2 separate regions of the Triticum aestivum genome follow, and region 1 is linked to region 2. A link is a contact called in public Hi-C data. All regions are on one chromosome and are shown on one strand. The core of a region is the stretch at or near the end of the contact, and the rest is flanking DNA. Distances in the headings are between cores, read along the strand shown. Region 1 holds the start of LOC123130666 (chitinase 6). Region 2 holds the start of LOC123127645 (probable alpha-galactosidase B).

Region 1 (5,939 bases), core at 3,155-5,654, 640 kb after region 2:
AGTATTAATTCATGGAATAAGTGCAAAGATGCTTTTATTTCCAAGTATTTTCCTCCCGCTAAGATTATCGCCCTTAGGAACAATATAATGAATTTTAAGTAACTTGGTAATGAACATGTTGCACAATCTTGGGAGAGGGTGAAATTGATGATAAGAAATTGCCCTACTCATGGTTTAAGTTTATGGATGATCATACAAAAATTTTACGCCGAATTGAATTTTGCATCTAGAAATCTTTTAGATTCCGTCCAGGAGGTACTTTTATGAAAATTACATTAGGAGAAGCTACTAAACTTCTAGATAATATCATGGCTAATTACTTTTAAAGACATGGAAAATATTACTTTCTTTTGCGATGGCAAATTTTACTATATTCTCCACGACAAATTACTTTCACATACATGGTAAATTAACTTTTTATCACTCATGGCAAATTTACTTTTGAATTTTTCCATGGCAAATTGACATTTTAATTGCCATGATAAATGTACTTTACATCCATGGCAAATTTACTTTTTCAATTGTTCATGGAAAATCTATAGCTTTTATTAAATGTACTTTACATCCATGGCAAATTTACTTTTTCAATCGTTTATGGAAAATCTATAGCTTTTATCATGGCAATAGTTTTTAGTTGTTGCCATGTCATCAATATAGACTTTGCCATTTCACCAATACAACCCTTGCCATGCCACAACCACACTTTTTTACAAGGCTCAGTTTTATAAAAAAAACTTGTCATGGCAAATTCAGTTTTATGGCCCATGGCAAATTCACTTCATGGCCCATGCAAATTTCCTTTTTTTATGACAATGTCGACCTTCTTTTTTTCTATGGTCCCTGGCGAATTCACGTAATCGACCGTGGCAACTTTTTTCTTTCTTTTTGGACAATGCCAAAGTGTGTCTCGTACCTCGTAGCATAATTTCAAACATTTTTTTAGAATAGTCACGCGATAAATATATGAAAATTTCATCTTCATAAGAATTTTTCCTTATAAGAACATGTCAAATTTATTTTGTAGCATGGCAGACTTACTTCATTTTCCATGGAAAATTTACTTCATTTTCCATGGCAAAGTTTAGTCTACTTTTGCCATGGCAATTTTACTTTTAGTGACATGTCAGATATTAATTTATTTTTTCATGGAGAATTTTGCTATATTCTCCACGGCAATTTTACTTTCACATACATGGAAAATTAATTTTTATCACTCATGGAAAATTTACCTTTTAATTTTTCATGACATTCATCCTTTTATTGCCATGGTAAATGTACTTTACATCCATGGCAAGTTCACTTTTTCAATGTTCATGGAAAATCTTTTCCATGGACCATGGTAAATTTACTTTTATGAAACATGGAAATTATTACTAAAAAAATGGTACACTTTAACCAACATTTTTGCCACCTTATACAAATGCAAATTGGCACGGCTATTTTCCTTTTTCTGCCTTTGAAAATAATCTTTTGAGCATGGCAAGATTTGCTTTTAAATACGATGGCGAATTTATTTTTTTAAACCATGGCAAATCTTACTAAAACAACCCATGGTATCTTGTTTTTCATTATCTATCACGGCAATTTTTTCTTTTACTTTTGTAAAAGGACAGACCCAATGCATAGAAACTCCAACACAAGGTGGTGTGTGGGGAGGGATTACAGGAACCTAGTCTTCAGTGGCGGAGCTACAAAAAAAAATCCTGGGCGGGCCAAGATAAAAGAAAACACACAAAAAAAATCAACTCAAGCAAAGGATGATGAGCTGCTGCTCAGAAGTCTTCCTAAACTTCATATGTAATCACATCATCTCTTTTTCTATTGAGAATCAAATCTCTGCGTTGATTAGCCTTGTTGTCCATGGCAATTATGTAGTGATTACCGGACGAACCCTGCCAAGCTGGAACTCCGGCGATCACCAGAGTTATGGAAGAAAGAGTGAGCACACGAGAGAGGGAGGTCTTTGCTCTGCGAACTATATGTAGCTTTACTGTTTCTCTTCTTTTATTCAGTCGTTACAGACTTCAACGGAAAACGAAAAAACAGGCATGTTCGGGTCGTGAGTACCGCCATCCCAGTACTCCCTGCTCGTCGCATGTCATGGCACCATGACCGTTTCATCGTGCGATTCCATGATCGGGTCAGGGTGCCGCAATCCTAGCTAGCTACGGTCGAGTCGCAGCTCGGTTATTTCTGACGAAACTAAAGAAATGTAGCTACAGTCGAAACTGAAACTTTCAACACCTAAAACTCTACTGAACCCTGAACAACAACAATGATGTGCCTATGTAGCGGTGCTCATCCCCCAGCTGGCCCCTGCTAGGGACCCGCCTGGGGTATGGGCTCGAACCTGCTACTCGTTGTGATGGTGGGACTGGGAGCTCGACCCTCACGGCTCCCGGCCACCTCTCTCTGGCCCTTCGCGCGGCTGCACGCGTGACCCATGCACTAGTATCAGTCAGCTACTCTGCACTCTGCTGTATAAGATGAGGAATCGAGGGGGGGAGGGCATAGAGCGATCGTGGCTGCATGCGAAGGAGAGAAGCGTGACGAGGTGGTGCTGCGAGCGAGAGATGCAGTCGTGGGCTGGGCTGTAAGTAGTATATGTACGTATTACCTGCTGGGGCTGGGCGGGCCATGGCACGCTTTTGCCCTCACGAAGCTCCGCCAGTGCTAGTCTTACCCCTGCTACATTGCAATGCAGAGAGACTGGTTCGAACCTAGGACCTCTTGGCACAAGTGAGGAGGACTTCATCACTGTGCCACGTCTACCCTCCTTTTCTTTTACTTTTGTACCATGGCAATTTATTTTCATAGCGTCACAATTTTTCTTTTTTGCACCATGGCACATTTCAATTTTTTGAACACCATGGCAAATTTAAACACACTACGTCAATTTTGTTATCATGACACTCTTTTTTTTTTACATTTTTATTCCTTCTTTTTTTTGCATCATATCATGAAAACACATTGGCAACTTAAGTTTGAATGACATTTTTCATGCATGCCATTTTTTTAGTTTTTGTTTTCTCTACTCTAAGTGCCTTTTTTTTGTAAATATAGTTTTTAAGCCATTTTTTCATCGGATCCATGCTGAACTTCATGGGATTTTTTAGTATAGAAATCATTGCTTTTATTTGTATTTTTGTTTTACGTATTTAAAGTCATGTACCTAAGGCTTCGTGTTTGCGCTACAAGAAGACCGAATGGAACGATCTCGTTCGATCGATAGCTTCTTTCCTGATGATGAACCTTTGGTGGGTGGTCGCCAGACCGAACGTCAGGTCAATATCGGCGTCCAAAAATTATCAAATTAAGAAGTATAGTGTCAAATCCGAAAGCAATCTTATCCTGAATATGTCTGTCCGAATCAGATGCACGCACATATGCCACAACCAAGTCCACGCGATGTCCTAAACAGTGAGCTTAATTAGCAGGTGAGGCTGGTCCCCGGGTCGACGCCGAACTGCTGGCAGAACTGCTTGTAGAAGGCGACGCGGTCGTTGACGGCGCTGGGGTTCTTGCCGTTGCACTCGAGCGCGCCGTTGATGGCCCTGATGGTGGCGCCGAACCCCTGGCCGGAGACGATGATGTCGTGCACGCTGTTCATCCAGTACCAGAGCGCCGCTTGGAACGCCAGGACGGGGCTCCGCGCCACCGCGTCCGGGTCGTTGAGCCCGTCGAAGCCGAGGCTCTGCCCCGCCGCCCCGTAGTTGTAGTTCCACGAGATCTGCAGCGGCCCGCGGCCGTAGTAGCCCTTCCCGGCGGCGCACGTCCACTCCGCGTTCGTCGGGTCGCAGTAGTTCTTGCTCGGCCCGTTGATCTCGTCGATGTAGCAGAACTCTGCAAATCATTTCGTAGTAGTACAAGCTCATCATGGTCAGGGCTCGGGGCTACATATATATATATATATAAGCGTGGTGAACTGTCGGCGTGCGTGGTGAGCTTACTTATGGTCTCGTGGTTGACGTGGGCGAAGAAGGCGGCGATCTCGCGCTTGGAGTCGTCGTCGGAGCCGGTGCGGCCGAAAGCGGGGTAGCCGCCGAGCGCCGTGAGGAAGGCGTCGCGGGTGTAGAAGCCCTTGGCGGCGCAGTCGTCGGCGGCCTGGGCGACGAGCGCGCCGAAGAAGGCCGGCGTGACGATGGCGGGCACGGACACGTTGTTGGTGACGGGCACGGTGCAGGGGCCCGAGCGGCAGCCCGTGCCGCAGTACTCGCCGGTGGTGCCGCAGAACCCCCAGCGGCTGCAGCACTCGGTCGCGGCGCACCCGCAGTTCTGCGCGGCCGCCATGGTCGATGCCACTGCCAGGAGGAGGAAAGCCGCGGCGGCGCCGAGAGCCAGCACCCGCGCCATGGTTCGTTGCTGATGACCCGAGTTCGTTGCTCTGTGGCTAGCCCGTGTGATCGATGTCAAGCTTCCGATGGTTCGCTGCTGTTTATATAGGGTTCTCCGGATGGCCCGGGGGGAGTGACTGACGTGACCCCTTTGTGTGAGCGTCTGACCATTTTCTTCCAAGTCCAACGAGGGCTTGGTCAAACTGCAGTCGGCGCGTGCACGTTGCGAATTGGTACGTGAACGTCAACCGCGTCTACGTTTGCGAGCTTCACTCCAGCAGCGTACGCAGCCTGCGTTTCACGTTCTTTTTTTTCTATGATGAGCAGCCTGCGAGCCACAGACTCCCCAGCATATAGAGAAGAGAAGCGTCCTAAAAATAGGTCGGACTAGCCAAAATAAGCATCCGGCTGCTGCATTTTGCCGTGGAGGAGAGGGCGTCACGACTGCAATAGCAACCGGTTGCTTTCCCCGTTACGTACAAGCAAAATTGATACGAAAAGAAAAGGCTGGACGGCAGCTCGCCGGGAACGGTCGTGGGTTTCCTGATGCGACAGGCGACGGCCAATACTGATGAGTACTCCCTCCATTTCAAAATATAGTGCGACCGTGCTTTTCGAGATTCAACTTTGACCATAAATTTAACCAACAAGACAAACTGCGGCGGGAGAAAAAATTATATAATTGAAAACTTCTTTCGAATACGAATTCGCTAATATAATTTTTGCTCTCAGCACAATCGGTTTTGGTAGTTAAATTTACGGTCAAAGTTAAAACACGGGAATAGAGGAAGCACTACATTGTGAAATGGAGGGAGTAAGATAAGTGTACCTTTGTTCCAGAGAGATACGGCTACCATACATCTTCAGCCCATCACTCGGTGGGTTAGGGCTGGGGTTGTCATGGTTGACAATTAGTGCTGAAAAAACGCAGCCGCTGAAATTTCATGCTTGCCCTACGTGACACGGTGGTAATGTTTGACTCGGCACGTACCGTTATGAGTTTCCAGCAAACTGGCCAGCCTGACTTTGGTGAGGCCGTGAGGGAAGTCAGCTTTTCTTTCTTTTTTTGATAATCGCCGCTTGCCTCTTCGGTCTCCGGCACTGCCAAACAGTCAGAGTTGCTTCGTATCCGAAAGAAAAGTCTGGTTTTATGAGAAAATAGACAAAAGAAAACTCTCCAGCAGTTTCGTAAACACACAAAATATATACATGAAGGATTTTGGCCATTCCACTATCATTACATGAGATGACAGATTTTCTGGCATGGAACATGTCTAAGTCAGGGACTTTCACGGTGCGATCTGCATGTCATACAGAATGGGAATTTTAATTTGGGCACAAGTTGGAATTAACGGCTGGAGGTTCAAACCCATCTTATACATGGGCCTCAGTATGGAACTTAGTCTGCCCAGAAAAAATAAAAATATTTATGTGGCACGCGCTCCAGAGTGCTATTCCCTGTCGATCTATCCTGGCTAATAAGCACTTGAAAATAAATTCGAGTTGTCCAGCCTGTAACAGGGGCCTGATGACATAAGACATATGTTGTTCGAATGCAAATTGACAATGGACGTGTGGAAGATGCTCGGTCTTGAGCTTGTTATC
Region 2 (5,530 bases), core at 1,469-3,968:
CAGAAATAAGGAGTATATAATGGATATACAGAGAATATCTGTTTTGATTTACCTTGACACAGTAAAATGTGAACTAACATCTTTCCAGTTGTCCCAATCATCTCCTGTTATCCTATACATATTAACATGTTCACTGATGTTTTCAGCTAATGGTACAGTGACTTCAGTTCCTGGTGAGATGGACAGTACTATTGGGCGGTCAAGCTCTTGCAGGAGCTGCAATGGGAGAATCAACTGATTCTGAAGGTGCACCAATTTCAACGGGACTTGTGTAATTAACTCTAGGATGCGAAGTTATTTACCTGCGAAATAGTTATTACTTCTTCCGGGCTATAATCAGTACCGAAGATACAATCAACCTTCACTGCAGGAATGGTACATATGGAATAATCTCGTCAAACTCAAGTTATGTCAACGCTTAAGAAATGTCAACTACTCCCAAGGTGGGAGCTCTCTACCATACCATATTGTCACAAGGATAATCTAACTAGCGAAAAGTACAGATTTAGAAATAGCATACCAAAATCAACACCCCAATCCGCATACTGTCGGTAAAGAGATCTTAAGAAGGCCCGTCCAGCTCCAATATTCGTATTTACACTCATAAATCCATGTGGCATCCATGCACATGTTTTATGGGTCAGGCCAATGTCACGAGCTGCCCATTGCCGACCGTTCTCTACATAGGGTTTTCCCTGAAAAGGATAAGAAGACACTTAACAATAATAAATGAAGTTCTATGGCATTCTTTGAAGTACGCAGAAAATGATTTATGGACAACAATAAATGCTCTCCTAAGGACAGCATCATTTGACAAAGCACATTAGTGCCTCCTTTTAATAATATGTCTATAACAGTATGGTAGATACAGTATGATAGACCCTTGAAATCCATGGAGGTATCATATCTCTTCATTTCATTTCACAAATAAATTTGTAGATTGCAACGCATGGTCAAGAATTGTCATTTGTCTTCTGTTACAGTAACAGATAATTCTGAAACAACAATATTTGTAGTATAATAGCAATTCAAAGGAGGCATACCGTCTCAATATCCAAGATGGGTGTGTTCGCATTAACAGCCTGTGTACTTATTCCTTTCATTAAATGGATGCCGAATTTCAAGCCCATCTCATGAACCTTATTGGCAATTTGACTGAACCCTTTATCATATTTGGATGATGGAAATCTTTGGAGGTCAGGAAACGGTCGACCCCACTCATCAATGTTGTCAAACCCATACGAATCTGTATATGCCCCATCAACATACCTCCGGTACCACAGGTAATCAATAACTGCATACTACCAGTAGATAACAAACAGAAAGTTAATCAGAATTATCGGTGTTCATATTCTCTTATGCCATTAAGTACCAAGTAAAAGAATTCTGGTTTCGCAAAAAAAAAAAAAAACTGGTAGACAACCTGATATCCATGTGGTAGTAACTTTTCTGCCAAAATCTTTGCATTTTGCAAGTATGCATTTTCATCAACCGTCCAAGAAAAAGAATCATAGGAATTCCATCCTCTTGGTGGTAGTTCCACATGTTGTTCATTTGCCTCAGATGTAACCCTGAAAATGTTCAGTATGAACTAACTGGAGTCATTTCTCTTCAGTTTATAGTCTGTTTGGCTGTCACACGATTAAAAAGTATTGTCCAAAGAGAATATTTTCTTCTCAACACTTATCTTGTAAACGGTCTTATAGTATTAGTTTACAGAGGGAGTACTTGTTTCACATTCATACAATTATGTTACTTTAGACTGGAACAGAAATGAGTAGACAACAACGGAGAAATGTATATGGCGTTAATTTATTTGAATAATCTTCTAGAAAGTCATTAATAAATGCAAGGAGGAATAATGCGACATAAATAAACAGAGGTGAAATCTTGATCAACAGGAGCAAACAGACTGTGTCAGAGAAGAAGAAACATTCACATATCAGTGATGCAGCCATCCTCCTTTTCTCCATAATCTCCTAAAAGAAAACTGCAGGAGCTTTATAACCAAAGTGGTATGTGGCTTAGGATCATTTAGGATCTGCTTTTTCCCAATTTTGTTTTTGAGCCGGAATTGGTGTCCCACATGTTGTGCTAAATTATTCCATATCATGGCACAACACAAAACCGAGAGATGTATTTCCCTACTGTTTTTCGTTAAAAAGGAGGAAGAGAGATTTGAAGCCTATAATAATCTAAGAACAACACAATCTTGTCGACAATCAGATGCGCAGTAGGAAATCTCGAATCAACCCAATAATAACCGAAGGGGGCGTACACTAGAGAGCTCTGGAAATATTTGGGACCCAAACAGAAGAGAAAGCATTCCGCCTAAAAAGATGCTAGTTGTGCGGGAGTGTCACTCAGATGCGGCGAAATAAATTAGTAAAACACGCAAGAAACGCCACGAAAAGCGCATCGTTCTGACGCATCCAGGTTACCGGACGAGATGGGAGCCGCACTGACCAGAGGCAGAGGAAGATGACGAGCGCGCGCAAGAGGAGATGGCCACGCCATGGCGGCGGAGAAGTTGGAGCTCCCAGTCCCAGTTCCATGCCAAACCTTATGGAGGTGAGCTGAGCAGAGTGGAGTGGAGTGGAGAGGCACAGGCGGCACGGTGGTGATGGACGAGCGATGATTGATGCAGGTGGAGGTTGGGAGTTGGGACTCCCTATGGTGGGGCACAGAGGGAATGTCGTGTCGTGCTGCGCGATGCGGTGTGGTACGTGTGCCGTTCCAGGTGTGAGAATTGTGGCGTGTATGGTGCATGTGATGTAATTTGGGTCTGTTTGGTTGTTGAATTGCATTGAAATTTAGGCTGATATGAACCTTTACAACATCTCCCAAGCAGGCTCGTTAGGAGGAACGGTAGAATCAGCCGTTTCCTCTCAGTTAGGCTCGTCGTGTGTAGGGGAGGGAAACGCGGCGTCGAGCTCATGCTAGCAGAGGGATGGCGCAAACTCGCGTGTGTTTTCGTAAAAGCGGTGGGAGGAATTGGGTCACCTCTTGCCGAATCGGTCACCATATTTAACCCCCTTTAACTCATGAGCGAAACCAAAGTCGTCATTTTTCCCTCCAAGCTCTATGTGGCGGGTGGATTCTTACTAAAAAAGGCTTTTGACCCGCTTTATATATAAAGCAAACCACTAGAGCCAAATAAGTTCATATAGAAACACCACACCACACAACACAAAGTAGCACACGGACATAGTATGAAAGGGTTTTGCCGAGGGCACAGTTCAACAAGCCCTGAAAAGTACACAATAAATAAGCAGCGGCCGCGGCCGCTGTGAGTCCCAGGGACTAATGCGGCTCATGAGGTGGTGCTGGTAGCGGCGGTGCCAAACGAAGAGCCAACGCCTGCAGATCTGCAGTGAATATGCCGATGGCATCCCTCTCCGGACCACGGCTAAGTGGCTTCCATAGCTGCAAGTAGCCGCACATTTTGTAGATAGCATCAGTCAGTTGACGAAGAGGGGCACACTTAATCACAAGCTTATTATGAATCGACCATAGAGTCCACACAAGAACCGTAATGCCCAACCACGTGGAGGGTCCCACGTGCGGATTTACGAAGTTCCTCGAAAAGGTCTGGGAAGTTGGTGTTACACCATCTCCCACCAACCACTTCTCTGAAACATCTCCAAAGGAATTGTGTTGTCATGCAAACGAAGAAGATGTGGTTGGAATCTTCCACGATCTTGCACAACGGACAAATTCTATCCCCGGGACCATTGTGTTTGAGTACCTCCACCCCTGAAAGTACCCAACCACGAATCTGTTGCCATACAAATATCTTAATCTTAAGCGAGAGTCTAATGGACCAAATTTTCGCAAGGGGCTCCGGACCAGGAGAGGTGGCAATAGCCTGGTAGAGCAACTTAGTGGAGAAGCAAGGGGCAAGAAAGCTAATTTTATGGAAGAAAAAGCCCTCAAAATTTCAACCTGATCAGAGTTACGGATCTCTGGATATTTAAAAAACAATGTTCGGACAGAAAACAGTAGCGAAGAGAGAGAGGGAGAGAGAGAGAGAGAGAGATATTCAGTCTCGGAGGGGCTCCCTCCCTCTGGGAGCCATGGCAGCCAAGGACCAAAGAGGGAATCCTCTCCCCATATAGGGAAGAGGCCAAGGAAGAAGAAGGAGGGGGCTCTCCCCCCTCTCCTCCAGTGGTGCCGGAGCGTCAGCGAGGGAACCATCGTCACAGCGCCCATCTCCATCAACTTCATCGTCTTCATCAACACGTCCATCACCTTCCTCCCTCTATATTCAGCGGTCCACTCTCCCGCAACCCGCTGTAACCCCCTACTTGAACATGTTTTTTTGATGCTATAAATTGTTATCTAATGATTTGTCTCATTGCTGTTATGTCTTAGTAGTTTACTTTTGTCATATAGGTTAATTGGTGATCATGATTGGTTTAAGTTGTATGTTTTATTTTATTGTTATCATTTGGTTGCCATAGCGCACACGTAAATGGATTACACTATAGGGTGTTGCAATATGTAATGATTTGCTTATGGCGGGTTGCGGGAGTGATATAAATCTAAACCCTAGTTTGTGAGTCGTGCATATGGGATGAAGGGGGCAATTTGTCTTAATGCTATGGTTGAGTTTACCTTAATGAACTTGCTAGTATTTGCGGATGCTTGCTAATAGTTCTAATCATAGGTGCATAAAATTTCAAGTAAGGGATGACATGCTAGCAGAGGCCTCTCCCACATATAAAACTACAATGACGATTATCGGTATAGTTATCAATTGCATAGGGATAATTCCACACATCGTACCACCACTTTCCCACACTCGCTATATTTACTTTATTATTCTTTTATTAAAACAACACGTAAATTTTATTTTCACGTTCTTTATTACTCCCTTTGTTTCTTATTACTTTGCGTCTAAGTTTTTCTCTTTTTTCCTAATTGTTCTGCGCGCTAGCCTATTTCTCCGTTTCCTTCCAACTTTGCCCCTTCCAGCTAGCCAATCCGTTGCATGGCAGAGCAATTAGTGGAGCAGTCAGTGCGCATGCATGAGCAGGCTAGCTGCATGCAGGGAAGCCAAGGCGCACGGGCCAATTAGGTGCATGTAGTTACTTAAAGCGCGCCAGTTCCCAACATGCAATTAACATGAGAGGAAGGGTAAGACGGTCCAAGAAACAACCAGCGGTACGCCCCTTGGTATGCGGGCTTCAAGTTATGCGCAGAGAAAAGAAAAACAGAGGGAGTATCTTGCAAACCTATCCCATTATACCCGCAAAGTGGTATTATTTCTTGTTTCTAGGTAAAGCAAATTTTTAGTGTGCATAAAGTTGTATCAGTGGTTGATAGACCTTGAGAGAATATTAATCTACCTTTAACTCCTCATTGGATTCGACATTCTTACTTATCAAAAAGGCTGCAACTAACCCCCTACACTTGTGGGTTATCACTAGGCCGTCCTCAGGTGCTATTCATATTGGTTGGTTGGTTACTCGTATCGCTAAGCGTTTCCATACCGATTTGGAAAAGCTCAAAAAAGTTCCTAGAATTA

The links. A called contact is a pair of places that touch in the nucleus more often than the background predicts.
Region 1: a Hi-C map of leaf shows a contact between it and region 2, with 6 times the contacts expected there. The contact joins the promoter of LOC123130666 here to the promoter of LOC123127645 in region 2. A contact is called at or near these places in 2 of 5 Hi-C or Micro-C datasets (both in leaf).

The regions. Positions count from the first base shown.
Region 1 is chr6A:400,475,248-400,481,186 of IWGSC CS RefSeq v2.1, forward strand. It overlaps LOC123130666 (chitinase 6), which reads right to left and starts at 4,405. Exons shown (of 2, transcript XM_044550497.1): 1 at 3,951-4,405; 2 at 3,205-3,843. The coding sequence starts at 4,353. The coding sequence ends at 3,431.
Region 2 is chr6A:399,838,221-399,843,750 of IWGSC CS RefSeq v2.1, forward strand. LOC123127645 (probable alpha-galactosidase B) reads right to left here and starts at 2,719. Exons shown (of 14, transcript XM_044547409.1): 1 at 2,467-2,719; 2 at 1,424-1,571; 3 at 1,044-1,301; 4 at 521-695; 5 at 303-364; 6 at 53-216. The coding sequence starts at 2,555.